Linked DNA regions of Mus musculus: all the other regions are linked to region 2. The links are chromatin contacts, called in public promoter capture Hi-C maps. All regions are on one chromosome and are shown on one strand. Each heading gives the region's core, a stretch centred on a gene start, on an enhancer-like site or on the middle of the called end of the contact. The rest is flanking DNA. Distances are from core to core; before and after follow the strand shown. Region 1 overlaps Gm12069 (predicted gene 12069). Region 2 overlaps 5730522E02Rik (RIKEN cDNA 5730522E02 gene). Region 3 overlaps 5730522E02Rik (RIKEN cDNA 5730522E02 gene).

Region 1 (3,311 bases), core at 404-2,903, 400 kb after region 2:
ACCTAGAGAGTTAAGAGCATTGTACTGCCCTGCTACTGTAGACGTGTCTTTGTGTCCCCTTTGACTAGATGTACAGTTAACATCCCCTTTGCCCTTAGCACTCATAGCCCGCCAACTATCCTTAATTCTCAGGACAGACATTCCTTTCTTCCTCCCCTTCTTCTTTTCCTTCTCTTCTTCTTCCTTTTATTACTATTTTTTTTCCAAAGGGAGTCTTCTTCTGTAGTCCAGGTTGACTAGAACTGCAATTATCCATCAGCCTCAGCCATCTAATTATCACAATTGTAAGCATCTACACCTACACCCACTTACACTACTCATCTTGAGAGATCTGGGCTACTGCTGCAAATCTCCTTTGTGACATCATTAGCATGATGTCCAGCCTCATTAGAGCGTAGTGTCCCCACTTAAGAACTCTCCTTAGCAGAAGTAGGCACATGCATGCATTTGAAAGTGACGGGCAGCATGAGACAATAACTTCAACCATCCAGACTTCTGGGTTGGGGGATTATAAGCAGCAATGGGAGGATGAGATTTGTGACCACATAGGACACCCAGAGCCTCTGGAGTGTGCAAGGTCCCCAAGTTATCCTTGTCCTGCTTCTGATGCCTGTCAAAACCCCAAGGCTAGCAAGATTTTAGTTTCGCTGAAAACTATAGTTAGACTAACGTGTGCCTGTTACAGTTCACTTGAAAATGAAAAAGGATGACAATTTTTCTTTTGTCCTCTTTACCTGACTTAATGAAGGCCTCTGGCCTGGCCATGTTTGACCTGAGTTTTATGCGGTGAGGCCTGAACATCAGTGATAGCAACTGTCATTGCTGGCAAAGTGTGGAGAATTGGAGACACACTTAAATTTGACAGTAAAATCAAATCTGAAGCTAAGTGGGAACTGCCAAGCCAGAATGCTTAATAGCTCTCACCCCTTAATATACTGTTTCTGATTCACCAGTAAGGGTTCATAAGAAAGTAAAGACTTCACTCTTTTAGTAATTAACTTTTTAAAATCTTTTATATTTTTCCTTTATGTTACTTTTCTTATGTAGACTCCTGACCTCCAAAGTTTGTTTCAAAAGTATTTTTTTTTTCTTGGTAAGTGCTGCCAGTTATTTGTGAACCCAATACCTCGCACTTCCCCCCATCCTCTGATTCCCTTCTTCTCCGGTGGGAAAATAGTAAGCACGCGTTCTAAAGTCAGTGGCTGAATGTTCCTGTTGGTTTTCCTTGAAAAGATTTCAAAAATCTTACATCATATCTAACAAAAACCAAAGCCAGAGAGCTGGTGGGTGTTCAACCCGGAGTTCTGTGCTTGTCCAGATGAAGAAACCTGAGAGCGTCTGCAGACTCATCACGCAGACGGCACAGGAATGGGCCAGAGCAGGTGTGAGGGGGTGGAACCGTTTCCTTTCTTGGTTCAGCCGTGTTTTCTTATTTGATGATCTGTGGCAAAGCTTCCTATAGTCTTCTCTTCTCAGCATACTATTTCTTTTTCTATTTCCTTTCTCCCTTCTTTCTTTCCTTTCTGGTTGCTTCTGTTTGTGACATCTGCGATAATCACAGTGGTATCGTTGCTTTGGCAGTTTCGGGAGTCAGAAGTGGGCTATAATGGAAGAGTTCATTACCAGGATCACTTGGTTCTCTGATTACAGGGGCAAGGTGAAATATTTCCCCTTACCAAAAAGCTCCTGCACAACCATTTTCGAAGTTCCCCACTTTCCACTCCTTTTTCATTCGAACCCCGATGAGCTTGTCAGCAAAATTAAAGGTATGTCATTCACATGCTGCCTGCATTGCAAAGGACTATAAACCTGCCAACCTCTTTGATGAAATAAAAGGGTTTTATTTATGATTCATGTAGGAATATGAGGTTATTTTTATTCCGTCAGTACACTAATAATCAGACGAGGGCTCGGGAAATGAGGAGCCCACTGACAGGGAAGGCTCTGATAAAGGGGAACCCTCTAGGGTGTTTGCCCCTCTTTGTAATCTTTTTTCCTAGTGTGAGGTTATGAGCGTGGCAGAGTGTGAGCCAGCTATAAGGCTTGGCTGCAGGAACAAAGACCGTTGCAATCTGGCAGCACTTGGGATGCCGTCCGATGAAGGGGGTGGGGGAGCAGTCCCTTCTACAGGGAAAAAAAGTTTTTGCTCCGGCCTCAGGTTAGCAATTTGGAGTCTCCTAGTTTCCTGTGATGTCTTCAGTTCAAAAGATAGCCTATCCTTCAGCCTGCACTCCTACTGGGCATTCTAGCTAAAGTTAAATAAAATAATAATAATGTAAAAAGATAAGTAAGAGAGAAAGAAAGAAAGAAAGAAAGAAAGAAAGAAAGAAAGAAAGAAAGAAAGAAAGAAAGAAAGAAAGGCAAATTGGCCAGTTTCCTTCCACAAGCTTTAACCATTTGTTCCTATAGCCCAATGTCCTTGATTAAGGTGATTTGACTAAAGGCAAACAAATGTGGCTGAGTACATTTCAAAGGACAACCTTGCCTTGTTATTTCAAATGCTCCCATAATTTGGGGGCTCGTTTCATCTTTGTTCCTGCTCTAGGAAGTACTTGGAAGTTATTTTAATTCAAGTTGGGGGTAAATTCTCATTCTTACCCATTACTCCCATTGAGATGACCTCAAGCGATTCTGAATACAAAGTCATCGCAGCGTGAACTGGGCAGCAGTAAGGCCTGTGATTTGTTCAGCAGTGACATCTTGGCAGAGAAACACAAAGCCAGACAATCTACTGAGGATGAAGGGCAAGGGAGTTCACTGGAGGAAGGAAAAATAATACTAATCCTTTATTCAGGAAGCAGAGAGTAAAAGGAGGTGCCTTTTTCTCTCTCTCTCCTAAAGTTAAGGAAGTGAGAAGTGCTTTCCTTATAGCCCTACCAGGTCAGACAGGCGGGGGGGGGGGGGGGGGGGGAAGGGGTCCTAGTGATAGATGCCTTGCCATAACTCAGTGACTGTGAAGTGTGCTTACAGGCACTTTTACTTGTCATCTTTATCTGGAGAAGACAAGGCTGTCTGGAAAAGCAGATGTCCCTTCTGGTCCTTTAGAATCCAACCTTCTGTCCCCAGAACCTGCCTTTTCACCCTTCAGAACTGTGTATGTGTGTGTGTGTTTGCACCATGGACTGAAACCTGCTTTGAGTTACATCAGAAGATTCTTGCAGGTTAATCTAATCCCTAGGGGTATATCTGCAAAGCAAAAACCCTGACTGTGCCTCTACTATAGGGTGCCTATAGTAGAGTCTAGGGCATTTCATTCTATGATGCAAACATTGACTTCACCCAGGAAAGGCCTTCTCGAACATACAGTCCAA
Region 2 (3,181 bases), core at 36-2,535:
TGTGATTTCTTCTGTGAACTGAAATAGTTTGTGTCCTGAGTTCTGAGTTCTGAGCTCTGAACTCTCACAGCTCTGGGACTTTGACTAGCCAGTTCTTTCTGTGTTTGGTGCCCTCTGTCTCCTACTCAGGAAATGAAATTCTACTGCCCTTGAGGCACACTCCAAATGTTTCCTGCATCCCCATCAATCTTTTCAAGACAGTTTTAGCATGCCTCCTTCATGGAAGCAGTTGTATTATTTTGTTCCCAAAAATGCGTCGTTTTAAGAGACAGGAGTCTATTGGTTCCTATCAAGGTCTCCCAAGTATCCCCATTTCCATTATCCACAGAAGAATGAATGGAAGAATGAATGAGCCACCTGCTAGAATGGACATCTTATATTGGTAAGATGTTGTTGTTCTGGCTGAGTGGTGGAAGACAGTCTGGCAAAGAATGAGCATCACACCTGACTGAAAAGCTTGGGTCTTGGGTATAGGAGATAAGGTGATGGTCAGCGATAATCTGGACTGTTTGTGACCCACCCAAAGATGTTTGGACCTTTCTTTGTGGTGTGGTCAAAGCTTCTCTGTATCAAAACTTATTTGAGAAGCAGGAAGAAATGAAAGATGGAAGAATTATCTTGGTCTTACTTCAGTAAGCCCAGTGACAGCCCCTCTCTTTGACTTAACCACCTTTATTCTGTGCTAGTAGCTTTTCGGTATTTTCTCTCAAATAACAAAAATACCCCGAGACTCTTCTACCTTAAGCAAAAATAACCTGCTCCAAAAATTTTGGTGAGATTTTCATCTTGTTTTGAAAAACTGTATCCTCCAAATGACGTGCTCTGTGTGTGTTATCCTGTTCCTGGAGGAACTGAGGCTCCTGAGTCATAAGATGGCAGACATTTGCTCAGCCATTGGCTCCTGAGGAGACAGCATTTCCATCGTCTGCAAAGGGAAGAATTAGCCACCTGCTTGAATCCACAGTATGTGTGTTGGTTTAGGAGTTGTGAGGAAATGTACCCCTGACAGGAGCCAAGTTGCCCAGCCAGCCTCCCTTTATCCAATGGGCCAGTGCCAATCCTCATTGTTCTCGAGAGGTGATAGCAGGCGCTGTTCCTTGTGAGGAGATGGTGGCATTCTGGCAGGGTCACCATGGTGTTAAGATGCATAACATTTGTCAGGATTGCCTAGGACTTCTGGAGGTTTAGTTATGAAACTTGTTAATTGAGCTATAAATATAGCTACAGCCTTTGCCTCCAGTGAGGCAGTGTGTTAATTTGGGTTTGGCAGGGGGATGATGCAAGCTGCCAATGTTATGTTAGGATTAGTAACGTGCAGTACATTTTAACTCCACTTGCCCATGTGCCACGCTTTCCTCTCTGTTTGTTATCTTTGTGAGAGAAGAGAGCAAGAGAAAAAGCAAGCTCATCACTGTGGGTATCATACATTAAGGGTATTTATCTGTGAGCTGACTTTTCACCCCATAGCTCTCCAATTCGAAAGTGCTACTAGCATAAATGAAGAAAACCATGGAGAACCCCACTAGAGGGCTCAGCTGCAGGCTTCTACCTGAGATTATAGAATAACCACACATGGGGACAGGCATCATTTGCTCTTGCTCTGTTCAAAGAACCCTCCCTGTATTCAGGATATCTGTCTGTACCATAACATGGAAGCAATAATAAATATTTTTCATGTATGAGATGCATGTGGGATAGAGTTGCATTCATGTGCTTATATGATTGTGTTAACTCATAAAGGATAAATGAGCCGGTGGCTCCTGTCAGTGACAAAATCTATGAGCATTTTAGTCACATGAGGACAAACTTGGCTATATACCATTGTGCTCAAAAGGGGACAGAAGAGAAAGGAGCAACAATAGATATGAACATGCCTCTTTGAATTTGTTTAATATGTATTGAGCAAATGAACGGTAATCTTAAACTGGTTTAGGGCCAGTCTTTGCAGACCAGTTCAATAGCCAGGTCTGCTTTCTTTTCCTAAAATGCATCAGCAACCTACAAATCATATGAGAAAACTAAAGACACCTGGTTTTTGGCTATAGAAGAGGGTAAAAAATTACCTTCAAACTGAACATCTTTCCTATTTCTCCTAGGGACCATAGTTTGAGTAAGGGTCTGAGTAACTCTGCCTCCTTCAGGTCTCTGGAGACTGGAATGATAGCAATCCCCTAGTTATAAAATGTTGAGGAGGAATTGAGTTGGACTAAATCTTTAGTTTTCTCTCTAAGGAATGCCTCTCCCCTCTGATAAGTTGAATTGTCCACTCCTTTTCTGTTTGGTTTTATTTAATTTGAGCCCTGTGTCTTTTGTTACTTCTGGGTTGAATGCTATAAAGAAAGGTGCTGTATCATGAACATGTAGCTGATTTGAATGAGGCTTGTATAAGTGTTATTATTATTTGCAATAAAACGAGAACCCACCTCAACTATAGCAGCTGTTAACTGCATTTCTTTTAGTCCCTTTGATATTCATTTGAAATGCATTTTAGAGCCTATCCAGTAACCTTGCTGCAAACCAGCAATTATATTCTGACATCTCAATAGAAAGAATGTGGGACAAGCCAAAGTTGTACGTAGAAACTTTTAAAACAATGTCTCCTTTAATATAGTCTTTATTAAAAAACATTGTGAGGAAATGATTATAGTCTCACTAAATTCTGACATGCTGAAAAAATGGCTGTTCATTCTTTGAAAATGTGTTCTAACTTAATGATTGTGAGATTGAAATAATAAAATAATAAAATAATAATAATAATAGAAGAAGAAGAAGAAGAAGAAGAAGGAGAAGAAGAAGAAGAAGGAGAAGAAGAAGAAGAAGGAGAAGAAGAAGAAGAAGAAGAAGAAGAAGAAGAAGAAGAAGAAGGAGAAGGAGAAGGAGAAGGAGAAGGAGAAGGAGAAGGAGAAGGAGAAGGAGAAGGAGAAGGAGAAGGAGGAGAAGGAGGAGGAGGAGGAGGAGGAGGAGGAGGAGGAGGAGGAGGAGGAGGAGAAGGAAGAAGGAGGAGGAGGAGGAGGAGGAGGAGGAGGAGGAGGAGGAGAAGGGGAAGGAGAAGGAGAAGGAGAAGGAGAAGGAGAAGGAGAAGGAGAAGGAGAAGGAGAAGGAGAAGGAGAAGGAGAAGGAGAAGGAGAAGAAGAAGAAGAAGGTGGCGGCGGCTACATGGACAGCTAACCTCTCTTCAGCT
Region 3 (3,141 bases), core at 298-2,797, 360 kb before region 2:
AGCATTAAAAGAAGGCCCAGTGCATTAAATAAAAATATCAGCTCTCTGTGTAATCACAAAAGTTAATACGGTCACTTAAGAAAAAGGTCTAATTGGTGTCCTAAAGGGAAACCTACTAGGCTATGTAAAGTAGCTATTATAAAAATGTTTAGCCTTCAGAGTGTATTTCAGACAGTATTTTTGTTGCCAGGTTTGTCAGCCAAAAATTCACTAAGCAGATTTGTTAGGGGCCATAATCTCTAAAACAGACATTGGCATAGGGATTAAAGATCAAGAAAATTATATACGTTTTGTATTCATATGCCAAGATTCCTTTTTCAAATAAGTTTATTTTGTGTGGGATTTAACCAGAAACATGGCTATCTTTGTTTGGTATTTAAGGCAATAGCATTTCCTGTGAAGGAATTAAAAAATAAAAATAAAATAAAAAAAATGACAGTGTTCCATTCACAGATTTAGGGTGGTTGTGGACTAGGCCAAGCTGTCTTGACATCTCCCTTTCTGACAGTCTTCAATGTAATGCTCTCTAAGGATGCTCATCTCTAAAATGCTATGATCTAGATCTAGTCTGGGTGATAGATCCCAGATGCAGCAAGAAAAAGTTCCCTTCGCTGTGATAATATAGTCTTCAGTGTTCAATAGAAGGACTGGTTGCTTTCCTCAACCAGTTGTTAGAAAATGCTAGAAAAAGTAGGAAAATGCAGTCTGGATTCTCATTAACTCATATATGGAATGCTTTCCCCCAAACTGTGGAGAGTTCTGGGAGGTGGGCAGGGTCATTTGCGAGAGCTATATAGAATAACACTTGACTTCTTTACACTTTTAAGATGAGTGTGGATGAAACCTATGGTAATAATTCATAACTTCAACAATACGTTAACAGAGAAAGCCTAGCCCTATAGATAACCAACCACAGGATACCAAAAATTAATTTACTTAGATGGAAAGGGAGTCATACATGATTTGTACAGGAACCTTCAAAGGCACTTATACTAAAGCGTTTCTGAGCCACTTTTAAATTATATCTTCATCACACAAATGAAATCTCGCATGGAGAACCGCTGACTGTGAGAAGTGGCCAGCCATCTTCCCGGGCTTTATTCAGACTTCACATCCAATCACAGGGGCAGACATAAATACATCACAGTGCTTCTGCAAAGGCTCCCAAGGTATCTATATAAAGACAGACTGCCAGAGGTCCTCCCGAAGAGATTGCTTTCCCTCCATCTCTCCTTTTCATTTTGCAATCACTATATTAACTCTGAGATCTATCTCTTAAAAAGAATTTGGAAACAAATTATAGGCCCCTTTCTGGCTGCAGGTATAATTTTCCATATTTTCTTGAGACAGATTCTTAACACACTGAAGAAATTGTTACTAAATGGGAACTCTGGGAAGTATCTGAACTGAGCTGAGGCTTCGACATCGGAATTCCACCCAGAGAGCAGATTTCCAATCCTGTGGCATCCAGGGACTTCTGTCTCAGCTTTGCATTCTGTTCAGTACAACAGAGAGGCAAAGAACGTGCCTGCTGGCCGTGTTCATGCTCACATAGACACTAGGGGGTGTCCAAGGACCAAACGTAGTCCTCTTTCCCTTCAGTCTTGTCTCCTCAGTGCTCAGAGGTCCAGCTAACTTAAAACACAGGAACTACAGGAAAAATCTATCCAATTAATTCCTGTTTTCTGCCAAAATGCATGATGTGGGGTCAGTCTCCTCATGAGTCCTGATCCCCCTGGTCCTCTGGCAGCAACTGTAATCTCAGGGTTTTGAATCCTAGGCTATCCCATGATAAGCCACAGGTACCAAGGCGTGGGGTACAAGCTGTTTACCTGTGTTTGCCTGAAGTGTTGTGTTGTGGAAGTTAATTTCAGTTTAGGTCTGCCCACAGTGCACTATGGCAGGGGGGAGACGGCAACAAGGCAGGTCTCTGCCCTCTCATTTTCCTGTGGTTCCGATGGCTTTTTAATGTAGATTATTTGTTGATTACTTCTTATTAGCCAACATTTGCTTTTGCTACTGAGGACATCTTTAGGACTTTGGTCTTGGGCTTCTTTATGAATACCTATTACTTCTTAATTATGATGATCTAATAAGATACGTCTTTCATTTTCATCTGCCATCTCTCTTCCCCTGTGATTCTTTTCCCTTTACTATTGGTCCCCAAGGGCATGTTACAGGCTCGTTTTCTTTATTGTTCCCATATTCCTCCACCCCTCCTGGTGAATTAAAAAAATAAATAGAATGCATTTTAAGGATGACAACAGTAATAATAAAGCCAGGAAATGCTTTCCAGCTAAATGCACTCATTTGAGGGCCTATTGAAAATAGTGTAAACCTAATTGAAGTAGTCAACCCCTCCCATACAGGTCAGGCTACACGCTATTAAAATGAAGGTAAGACAAAGCTGGTGACATTTCTGCATTTTCCAGTCTCACTTTTCCTGAGACATATCAATAGTATTGACAATATTATTGCGTTGTGCTTCTTAGTGACCTGAGCTGATATATTGTGGGCCAGGATAATTCTTTCTAAATGAAACCTTGTCGAATTCTTTACCGAAACAGCAAAAGGGAAATAATCATGATTCAATGTGTAGGAACTGAATATCAAAATTGTATCATTTGATGATCCAATAACACCAATCATTTAGCTTATATGGACACTCAATGCCCTCCAACTGTAGCTGTGAAAGGTTTAAGTATATTTCATAAATATGGGGGATTATGGAAATAACCCAAGAAATGTCTTTTGTGAAATGACCAAGGTGGTTGCATCTGTGAAGAAGGATCTCATATTTATTGCATTACAGCTTATGCAAGCTCATCAAGAGTTATTCCTTGGTCCAAGGCTCTTAGTGAAGTTCTGTGAGATGGAACTGCCGATCACATTTGATGGCAAAGCACTAGCAGCTGGGAAACTGCTCTTTCTCTCCCCTCTCATTTCCCAAACAATGTTTGCACTGATTAATACTATGCAACAAGACATGACGCAGAGATTGTGTTGGCATTGTATTCTGATGACCCCACACATTGTGTGCGCTCTGTGGTTCCTTTTGCTGTTCATAGTTATATGGGTTTATCAGAAATTACATGTCAGGCTCCCGATGAGTGTAATTGTATACTGATTGTGTATAGTTTT

The links. Promoter capture Hi-C pulls out the DNA fragments that hold promoters and counts their contacts.
Region 1: a contact with region 2 is called in a promoter capture Hi-C map of hippocampal neurons, with 2.6 times the contacts expected there. The contact joins two enhancer-like sites. A contact is called at or near these places in 1 of 39 promoter capture datasets (hippocampal neurons) and 1 of 484 Hi-C or Micro-C datasets (cerebral cortex).
Region 3: a contact with region 2 is called in a promoter capture Hi-C map of hippocampal neurons, with 3 times the contacts expected there. The contact joins two enhancer-like sites. A contact is called at or near these places in 1 of 39 promoter capture datasets (hippocampal neurons) and 1 of 484 Hi-C or Micro-C datasets (cortical neurons).

The regions. Positions count from the first base shown.
Region 1 is chr11:25,312,848-25,316,158 of GRCm38.p6, reverse strand. All of the region lies in intron 1 of Gm12069 (predicted gene 12069), which reads right to left. Among named protein-coding and RNA genes, the nearest start is that of 4933427E13Rik, 12 kb to the left of the region's middle. Within about 2 kb of position 1,653, at least 14 of the 459 cell types and tissues checked have an H3K27ac peak or open chromatin away from gene starts, as enhancers often do. A contact at or near this core is called in hippocampal neurons, where this site is marked.
Region 2 is chr11:25,714,020-25,717,200 of GRCm38.p6, reverse strand. All of the region lies in intron 2 of 5730522E02Rik (RIKEN cDNA 5730522E02 gene), which reads left to right. Among named protein-coding and RNA genes, the nearest start is that of Gm23514, 30 kb to the right of the region's middle. Within about 2 kb of position 1,285, at least 21 of the 459 cell types and tissues checked have an H3K27ac peak or open chromatin away from gene starts, as enhancers often do. A contact at or near this core is called in cortical neurons and hippocampal neurons, where this site is marked.
Region 3 is chr11:26,072,512-26,075,652 of GRCm38.p6, reverse strand. The region is part of intron 1 of 5730522E02Rik (RIKEN cDNA 5730522E02 gene); the gene reads left to right. Among named protein-coding and RNA genes, the nearest start is that of Mir6372, 130 kb to the left of the region's middle. Within about 2 kb of position 1,547, at least 11 of the 459 cell types and tissues checked have an H3K27ac peak or open chromatin away from gene starts, as enhancers often do. A contact at or near this core is called in cortical neurons and hippocampal neurons, where this site is marked.